Regions from separate parts of the Mus musculus genome. Here regions 1 and 3 are each linked to region 2. A link is a contact called in public ChIA-PET and HiChIP or PLAC-seq data. All regions are on one chromosome and are shown on one strand. Each heading gives the region's core, a stretch centred on a gene start, on an enhancer-like site or on the middle of the called end of the contact. The rest is flanking DNA. Distances are from core to core; before and after follow the strand shown. Region 1 overlaps Gsap (gamma-secretase activating protein). Region 2 holds the start of Rsbn1l (round spermatid basic protein 1-like). Region 3 overlaps Ccdc146 (coiled-coil domain containing 146).

Evidence for each region. ChIA-PET counts read pairs in DNA pulled down with a chosen protein or histone mark. HiChIP or PLAC-seq counts read pairs in DNA pulled down with a chosen protein or histone mark.
Region 1: a contact with region 2 is called in an RNA polymerase II ChIA-PET map of effector CD8 T cells, with 17 read pairs. The contact joins the enhancer-like site here to the promoter of Rsbn1l in region 2. A contact is called at or near these places in 6 of 39 promoter capture datasets (the 3T3-L1 cell line, 3T3-L1-derived adipocytes, the HPC-7 cell line and 1 more), 2 of 15 datasets of contacts at CTCF or cohesin (CD8 T cells and the NIH/3T3 cell line), 1 of 484 Hi-C or Micro-C datasets (muscle stem cells), 7 of 115 datasets of contacts at active chromatin or transcription factors (bone marrow-derived dendritic cells, bone marrow-derived macrophages, effector CD8 T cells and 4 more) and 3 of 9 other capture datasets (adipose tissue, liver and pancreatic islet).
Region 3: a contact with region 2 is called in an H3K4me3 HiChIP or PLAC-seq map of bone marrow-derived macrophages, with 5 times the contacts expected there. The contact joins the enhancer-like site here to the promoter of Rsbn1l in region 2. A contact is called at or near these places in 4 of 39 promoter capture datasets (the C10 cell line and the HPC-7 cell line), 2 of 115 datasets of contacts at active chromatin or transcription factors (bone marrow-derived macrophages and embryonic limb bud) and 1 of 9 other capture datasets (adipose tissue).

Annotation. Positions count from the first base shown.
Region 1 is chr5:21,226,071-21,229,034 of GRCm38.p6, forward strand. Gsap (gamma-secretase activating protein) reads left to right here. Exons shown (of 31, transcript NM_175437.3): 9 at 174-278; 10 at 704-763; 11 at 1,954-1,997. Among named protein-coding and RNA genes, the nearest start is that of Gsap, 41 kb to the left of the region's middle. Within about 2 kb of position 1,266, at least 8 of the 459 cell types and tissues checked have an H3K27ac peak or open chromatin away from gene starts, as enhancers often do. A contact at or near this core is called in CD8 T cells, effector CD8 T cells and memory CD8 T cells, where this site is marked.
Region 2 is chr5:20,950,384-20,953,243 of GRCm38.p6, forward strand. It overlaps Rsbn1l (round spermatid basic protein 1-like), which reads right to left and starts at 1,439. Exons shown (of 8, transcript NM_001080977.1): 1 at 874-1,439. The coding sequence starts at 1,402. A630072M18Rik (RIKEN cDNA A630072M18 gene) reads left to right here and starts at 606. Exons shown (of 1, transcript NR_030699.1): 1 at 606-2,860.
Region 3 is chr5:21,393,549-21,396,660 of GRCm38.p6, forward strand. All of the region lies in intron 2 of Ccdc146 (coiled-coil domain containing 146), which reads right to left. Among named protein-coding and RNA genes, the nearest start is that of Fgl2, 22 kb to the left of the region's middle. Within about 2 kb of position 1,808, at least 41 of the 459 cell types and tissues checked have an H3K27ac peak or open chromatin away from gene starts, as enhancers often do. A contact at or near this core is called in the HPC-7 cell line, adipose tissue and bone marrow-derived macrophages, where this site is marked.

The DNA.
Region 1 (2,964 bases), core at 16-2,515, 280 kb after region 2:
TTAGGATAGAGGCAATGATGCCTGAAAAATTTTATGGAAAACTGTGTATATTTTGGATATGGGGAGGTGCTAATAAAAAATTAGTGGTATTTACATGAGTCATAGGGATAGGGCATATAAAAATAATTTAAGATGTCATTTTAAAAATACTTATTAAATCATTTTGTCCCTAGGTGATTAGAAATTCTAGCCATCTCCCAAGAGACAGACTAGCTGAAGACTTTGTTTGGGCTCAGTGGGATCTGTCAGAGCAGAGACTATACTACATTGAACTAAAGGTAAAAACTAGCCCATGGGTACCTATTACTATGGAAAGAATATAATGTTGACATCATTGCTGTGTCAATATTTATTTATTTTATTTTTTGCATATGATGTTTCCCTTGGATATATATCTGTGCGCCATGCCCTGTGGAGGGGAGAAGAGGGGGTTAGATCCCTGGGAACTAGAGTTACAGATGGTTAGGCGCCACCATGTGTGTGCCAGGAATCTAGCACAGGATCTCAGGAAGATCAGCCAGTGCTCCTTCCCACTGAGGCATCTGGCTAGCCCCTGCTGGGACTTTTTAGTAACCACAGTGTCTTTAATGGGGCAGTCAGTGAGGGTCTATTACAGATAATGAACAGGTTTTCATTATTGTTTCTTGACTACATTTTCTCTTCGGCCTTTTTATTTTGGGGATAATATGCATCTCTTTTCTAGGAGTCAAGGAGTATCTTGAAATGCATCCAGTTTAGGGCAGATGAAAGTTTTAACTTAATGGTGAGTACATAGAATGATTGGTCCTAGGAGGTTTTGCTAGAGTTGATATCATTAGCAAAAATTTGGGCGTTTTGCTATTGTACCAGTTACTTGCATGATCAAATAACGTGGCTTGTGCTGTCACAAGGCCTCAGCTCTCTAACAAATGCAGAGCTGATACAGGTGATGAGGATACCATGCACAGGAGAGTGTGTTTTTAAAGGAACCACCTAACAGGGACGTAGAGGAAGGCAATAGGTGGGATCCAGAGTCGATCACTCTAAGTGGTTGCAAGTCATTTGACTCAAAAGCAGTCATGGACAGAATGGGTTTGAGGAAGAAAGTCAGAGTGTATATAGTTGAGTAAGTACCCAGCATCACCTTGGAAAAGCTGTTGGGCTTAGTCTGTCTATGGGAAGGCGCCTCTTATGTCTTTATCTGGGAGGGGCAGTATTTCCTTCCTCTCTTAGGACCAATATTGGTATCAAGCACATATTGGTTTCACACTATTACAAGACTTTCTTACCATTTCCTGCCCCATTTTTAGCTCAACCACTCTGAAAGACCACCCAGGCTCCCTTCCTTCCATGACTGTCTGTGGCTTGTGAAAGGTTGCAGTTGTCAACCATCCTACTACAGTATACACTCTGTTAGTGATATTCATGTTAGAGGCTGTGTTAGCCTTGCAGGGAAGCATACACTGACCGTGTCTGTAAACACCAGGATGCTCCCAGTGCACTTCCTGCACTGTGGGGTGTGGGTCTAGCCTCTGGAGGTGATGGTTAAATGGACTCTACCACCAGGCCAGCCTAGCACTGGCAGTTTGCTTTGCATTCACAGCCATCATCATGTAATGCCTTTTTTTTTAAAAAACTTAATCTTTTTGAGATTATAATACAGTTAAAATCCCCCCTTACTTCCTCAGTCTTCTCTAAATTCATGGCCTCTTCTTGCATTCACTTTTATTGTATGTGTATATGGATATGTACATGCATGTATATGTATATTGGGTCTGTATTATTGTATGTGTATATGAATATGTACATGCATGTATATGTATATTGGGTCTGTATGTTACTTATTTGCATGTTTTCAGGGATGAGCATTTGTCACTAAACAACCCAGCCATGTGCTATTTTCTGGAGGACGTTCTGTAATGTCTGTGAAGATGCAATTTTAATGCTTATATCATCCACATTTTTTTTTAACAGTTTGAAATGCCCTTGGACATAACGTTAACTGGCTTGAGATTTAAGTAAGTCATCCCAGAATGTTAAATTTCATAGACATTTATAGGTAGCAAAATGATGACAGCGTTTCCTAATTGTGGTAGGTAAACACTCAGACAATCTGATATTCTGTGCATCCACTTTAAGATTTATTATTTTTATTTTATGTGTGTGGATGTTTAGCCTGCATATATGTCTGTACCACATGTGTAAAGTGTTTGCAGAGACCAGAAGAGGGTGTCAGATCCCCTGGAACTGGAGTACAGGCTGCTGTGAGCTATTGTGTGTGTTCTGATTCTCAAGCCTGGGCCCTCCAGAAGAGCCCTGGTGCTCTTAACTGATGAGCCCTGCCTGGCCCCTCATGGACCTATCCTTAATACTCCCGTTCGTTACAGTCTATAAACTGATTTCATAAGCACGGATACAGGATTAAATGCATAAAGTCACCTGTGTTAATTTTCTTAGCCATGTTTTTCTGCAGGGCACCTGCATTTATTTTGATGTGTGGAAGTTGCTTGACTCCTTGTGATTAAACAGAGAGGGTTTATGAGCCAGTGTGAATGCATTTAGCTCAAACATCAAAATGCTTCTTTATTGCCAACAAGAGGTCACAGGTCAACCCACTTATAACTCAGCCCAGGTCCTTGCTTTATTTTTTTTTTTCTGTTTTCCTCTTTACACAAAAGGCAAGACTTTAGAGTACTTAATGTGTATCAAAAGCTACAGCATTAAAAAAAAACAACAATAAGACAAAACATTGGACATCAAACGCCAGAAGAAAGGAATGCATAATGGCAGTCTTAAACTGTTCAGTATTTCACAAGCTTTATTTAAACATTTATAGATACTTAATTGTACCTATTTTGAAACATAGTATTATATTTTAGATATTACTATAAATGAAAAAAATTACAAAAGCATATGTTGTAATATCATTTTCTGTCTATTGCCAGGCCCACACCTTTAAGTACCACTTATATTTTCAGTCACTGT
Region 2 (2,860 bases), core at 189-2,688:
CACAACAATGTGTGACAATGACAACGTATATTTATATAACCTCGTGATCACCTAAAGATCTACTTTCCAACCCATATCCACTTTGTATTAGTCAGATCTCTACATATCCACAGATGACTAGAATGACCCCTCATTTTAAAGAAAATACGGAAAACTCTGCTAGCTTACATTACAAAAGAAAACTGAAAAACAGTTGGGAATTCCCCCCCCCCACCCCACCCCACCCCCGGCAGAAACACTCTGAAGCCACTTGATCTGGCCAAAAGACGTCAAAACATCCGATTTTATCATTTGCTGAACGAGAAAGAAAGAAGAAAAAAAAAAAAAAAGAATATGGCTGAAAGCTTCTGAAGGGTAGTATTTAAAACAGGACCACGCAAAACACTTTAACAATATGGAATGTGGGCACCTCAGAAACCGCACACTTGGTGCCCTGCGCACGACCTCATCTCCCTAGTAGGGATGAAACATCCTGGTCCCCGTGGTCCCTGGGAGCTTCCAGCTTCCGCCAATACACCCGACCACCCACTTTTTTTTTTTTTTTTTTTTGGACAGGATATTCTGGCGTTGGAAGCTGCGTCGCAAACATGAATTTCCTGCGATCCAGTCCGATCCCTTTCGTAATCTTTAAAAGACCTGTTCTCTTCTGCCTCCCCAGCCAAAAACACACCGGGGAGCGGGGTCCTCTAGACCCACTCCTTCACGCGCGTCCTGCTGCGCGTTAACTGGAAGGCGAAACCGACACCGAAAACCAGGAGTTTCAGCCATCCCCCCGGTCGGCGACCGAAACTCCAGGCTCCATTTACTTCTGGCCCCGCGGAAGGCTGCAGCCCCGCCGGCCGCCGGCGCTCCCCTCCCCCGCGCGGCACCCACCTCGCGGCAGCGGCTTCGCCTCGCCGTTCTCATCCCGGGCGGCGGCGCCGAGGCCGTGCTGCCTCCGCTTCTCCTTCTCGCGCTTCTCCTTGGGTCTGCGCGGCTTGGCGGCGGCCGGCGGAGCGACGGGCGGGAGCAGGACGCGGTGAGGCTGAGCGTGCAGCAGCGAGGGAGTGACCAGCAGTTTGCGCGGCAGCGGCTGAGACGAGGAAGCGGAGGCTGAGGAGACGCTCGGGCTGGCGGAGAAAGAGTAACAGCTCCGAGAGGTGGACGAGGAGGAGGCGGCGGGCCGAGCCGCGAAGCTCCACGCCGCCGGGCTGCCGAAGCTCTGGGGCTGCAGCTGCCCGCCGTTCCCGCCGCTGCCCCCCTCCCCGTTCACTCTCCGCGGCGCCTTCTTCTCCTCGGTGCGAACCTTCTTGGCAGACATAGAGCCCGGCGGCTCCCGCGAGGAAGGCTGTACTTTGCCAGATGCTTCCTTCTCAGAGAGGAGAGCCACGGCGCCGCGAGCTGGGTTCGGCGGTTCCGCCATTTTGCGCTCCTGTTGTATTTACTCTCCGCCGCTCCCCGGAGCGGGGGCGCGGGGCGGGGTGCCTAGGTCCAGGCCGAGCTCCCATTGGGCGCGCTAAACTGAGAGATCCCGGAACAAACCAATCAAAGACGCGGACAGAAGCCGTCGGGGTGGGGTCACCGAGCGGACCTTCATTTGGAGGTCAGAGGTCTTTTCGGCGCGGCTGATGGAGAGCTCGCTGAGAAGGGAGGATCTCCCGACCGTCGCTCGGGAGCCCCGAATCTGCCCGGACCGAGGTAGCGCTGCCGTTCGCTCAAAGACTTTGCCTTGTTTGTACCGCTCTCTCTTTTTACCTTGAGGTGGCTTGGGTCCCTTCTGCAGGTTCTGAAAAACGAGTTCTGGGTTGCTCGTCTCGGAGAAAATTTGTCGAGAGTCCGATCAGCAAAGGCAGAAATGGTGAAAAGTTGCCTTATTTTAACTAAGGTCGTAAAAGTTCGTACTTTAAAAGAGAGTTTTCTGCAGAGCTGGAACTTGGATCACTTCCGATCGTGAAGATAAAAATCACCCACCGTTTGGAGGCTTTAAATTGAGCTTGAGTGCTAAAGGTTTTCACTTTAATTATTCTTTAAACGACACCAGGAAAAAGCCACTAGCGGTGTTTGTAAATGTTTGAAAATGCAGTTAGAGTTCTGTATTTCAGAGTCAGCGCTATGAAACTTCGCCAAGCATGTACCTTGATTTTTATCTCAAAAGATAAGGAATTTGGGGGAATGGGTTACAACACAGTTCAAGCTTTAGACAAGAGCATGCCTTAAAGTCTTAGATCTTTTGTGAGATTAGAATGTAAAGATAACACATGATCATATTAGCTCAGCAAGAAAAAGGAGTTTTCTGATCCCCTAAGAGGGACATTAGCAGTTACTTTCCGCAGCTAACAGTTGCCTTTCAGGAAACTGCAATGGTCTGTTGTTACTCCTCTTTTACTCCAAACCCACTTCTTTAGGACTCGGTGAGGGGAACACATCAAAATCTAACGCTGTTTGTAAATACATTTTTCTTTTTTTGGTTGGTTGGTTGGTTCGTTTGTTTTTTGAGTCATAGTCTTCCAATATTGTCCTGGCTGTCCTGTAAACCAGCCTGGCCTCGAACTCAAATCTTCCTGCATTTGCCCAACTCCCTTTCCCCCAGTGCTGGAATTAAAGAAAGGTGTGTACCACTGCATCTGTCCTCATTGTTTTTAGTTTTTAGAAGTAAATTGTTAATATATAGAGTATTCCCTGAAGCTAGACCCAGAGAGACAAATTTTGCATATTTTCTCTAATGTGTGTAATCTAGTTTTAAAAACACACACACAACATAAAAATAGAAGGGAAATGGGAAAAAGAAAGGTGATGAGCATAAGAAAGAAAGTCACTTCATCTCCCTCACCTGGGAATGAGTATGTCTACATCCAGGGCAGGGGATGAGGGAGTGGTGGTG
Region 3 (3,112 bases), core at 558-3,057, 440 kb after region 2:
ATGGTATATATTCACTTAATCTGGATATTAGCCATAAATAAATGATAACCAAGCTATAATCCACAGACCTAGAGAAGTTAGGCATAGACAAAGGGACTAGAGAGCAAATGCGGATCTCCCAGCGTGGGGAAATAGAACAGATTTTATGAGTGGACTGGAGCTGGGGGTCAGGGGATGAGAATGTGAGTAGCAGGTAGGAAAGAAAGGTGAAAGGAAGATGGGATTGAGGAAGGGGATGAGGGAGAGGAAGCTAGAACTGAAGGGCATTTGAGGGGCAGTATGGAAACCTAGCACAGTGGGAACTTCCGATGATAGATGAAGGCAATCCTCATGAAGCCGCCAAATAACAAGGGAGAGGGAAATGGCCATCCATCCCTTGGTACCAACTAAAGCTTCAGCTACAGGGACAGGGGTTCATTCGCTTGTGTTGTTGACAGAAAGGGTCCCATGGAAAGCCCCAAACAACTCAGACTGTTGCCAAGACAATAGGTTGCTCTCCACAAACTGACAGCAAGCCTCTTTGCTGAAGGGAACACTCACACAGCTCACAGACCATGGGGAGGTTAAGGATTGTCGATGCAGAACCTTTACCCTGTATTCTATCATTTCTGACATGGAAAGGTACTCTGCGAGCTCCCAAAGGAGAAGCGTAAAATGCACCAACCCAACCACCAAACCTTTGTTCCACAATCTGTCCTGCTTGCAAAGTATGCTAGGGCAGCGGTAGCACAAAGCTTGTGGGAGTAACAATTTGACTCAAGGCCCACTCCATGAAATAGAACCCATACTTGGTACTGCTTGGATGATGAGGAGCTAGAGTCTAAATATCCCAGAAACCTAGGGCAACACCATATAGTACTGGTCTAAAAAAAAAATAAAGTATTAATAAAATGACATTCTGCTGGACTCGTAGATCAGTGCCTTGCTCTCAGCATCACAGAGGCTTCCTCCTGCAGCAGACGGGAGCAGATGAGAGAGAGAGAGAGAGAGAGAGAGAGAGAGAGAGAGAGAGGCCCATGGCTCTATAGTACAGAGAGGACCTTGGAACACACAGCTCCAAATGAGATGTCTCCATTAAAACTCCCCCTCTCAGAGCTCAGGGAACCCCAGGGAAGAGGAGGCAGAAGGAGTTGGGGAGGCAGAGGGGAAGGAAGATCCTAGGAAACAAGGCCTTCTAAATCAACTGAGCAAAGCTCATATGAACTTATAAAGACTCAAGCAGGCCACAGGGCCTGCACACGTGTGCACCAGGTCCTCTGCATATATACTATAGCTTTCCATATAGTGCCTTTATGGGACCCTGGAACCTGTAAACAAGTGGGTGGCTGGTTCCTGGGCCTTCTTGTGGGGCTCTTATATTTTTCGGTTGCCTTGGCTAGTCCAACTTTGATATGTTGAATTTTGTTTTATATTATATTTTAGTTTGTTAAAAGGTGAAAGGCAAAGTGAAGAAACTTTTCAATGCAGCTGGGAAAAGAGCCAGTAACAAGACCGTGGCAGCGAGTTTCTTGTTGGGAAGTGTTGGTCCTGAAGACAACTGTGGAAACCATTTCCTACTGTGATAAATAAAGAATTTTAAAAGATATTTACAAAACCTTGCTATAAACACTTTATTCATTATACATTTTGTAGGAAGTAAAGCAATGGATAGCTTAATACAAAACAAGCTCTAGGGAGGGTCATTTTACCAACAAAGGGAAGCCTATTAACTCACTCACCCACAGAATGCCACTCACCCGCACTCCCCAGCTAACAGGGCTCTGTCTGCTATCCTGACACACTCCATCGGTAGTACTTGATTGCAGTCTGTGTATTCTCCCTTGGGCCTCCTAATCAGGGTAGTGCTTCCTGTTCTCTAGCACTTGGCTCTGCTGTGTCAAAAGCTTAACTGTTGGCATAAGGATTATTTGCAAAGAAAGGAGGAAGAAGGAGCTGACTGGTGTCTGATAAGAGAATAATCAGGGAGGCAGGCAAAATAAAATAATACTCAAAATGAATTTTGTGCTTGTGGAATTGAGATGAAGTGTTTTATAGCTTCTAGATTTTGCCAGAGTGAAACACCCGACACCATGACACTCATAGTCAGGGTCAGTGCACACAGACAGAAACAGGTTTAACCACGCATGCATTGCAACATCTAAGGTTGAGCCCACCCCAGGAAAAACTCCGGTGGGCTGCTTATAAACTTCCTCTATGACATAGCAGCCTCACGTTTAGGCACACACCAATTCCTGAGGAAAAAAAGACAGTTACCATGCAGGAGTATAAACAAAGGGTCGTTCTGTTTTTACACAAAGTGTTATTAATGAATCTCACACATTCAATGACAAACAGGATGCCTGGTCAAAAACATGGCATATGATTCTATGTGCACAGTGTTTAGGAAGACGCTAACCAACAGAGTGAGTGGCAACTCTGAACATGGGCTGCCTTTGGTGGGAGTGACACCTGAGAAGGGTCCCAGAGAAGCTTCTAGGTTGCTAGAAATATACTTTGATCTGGTCAAGAACATGATGGTGGAAAAAAGATAAATTCAGGGCCATTTAAAGTGCACAGTTAACTCTCAAACTGACACTGAGAACTCAGAAGGGAAGCAAAATTTGGAGCCTTAACAAATTCTGATCCATGTGTGCTGGCTGTATAGCATCTTAAGATTCAAGGAGCAGCATACTGATACTTATGAGTTATACTTTATATATGCTATACATAAACATATATAAAGCAGACAACTTTCCAATGGGACAGAAAAGTTTGTAGAGCACCAGACCTCATGCTTATATATCAGTGGATTAGTGGATAGACAGCTATCTGTCCACCTTAGCTCACAGGCCACTGATGGACCCAAATGGCTCAACTCCCAAATGTCATTTTGAACACTGATCCTGCTTAGCAGGGTAGTTCCTGCCTCGATGATCTTATTATGTAGTCATAATATCAGAGAGGAACTTTTAAGTTTTCTGTGCAGTGCCTTATGAGAAGATATTTAGTAAATATTGGTTATTGACTAAGAACCAGGTAATGTCCACCTATTAATGCTACAGAGTTGGCAATCTAGAGACATTCCCACAAGCTAAGTGCTCAGGCAGTGTCCTGAAGAAGTGAGGGTTCAGGA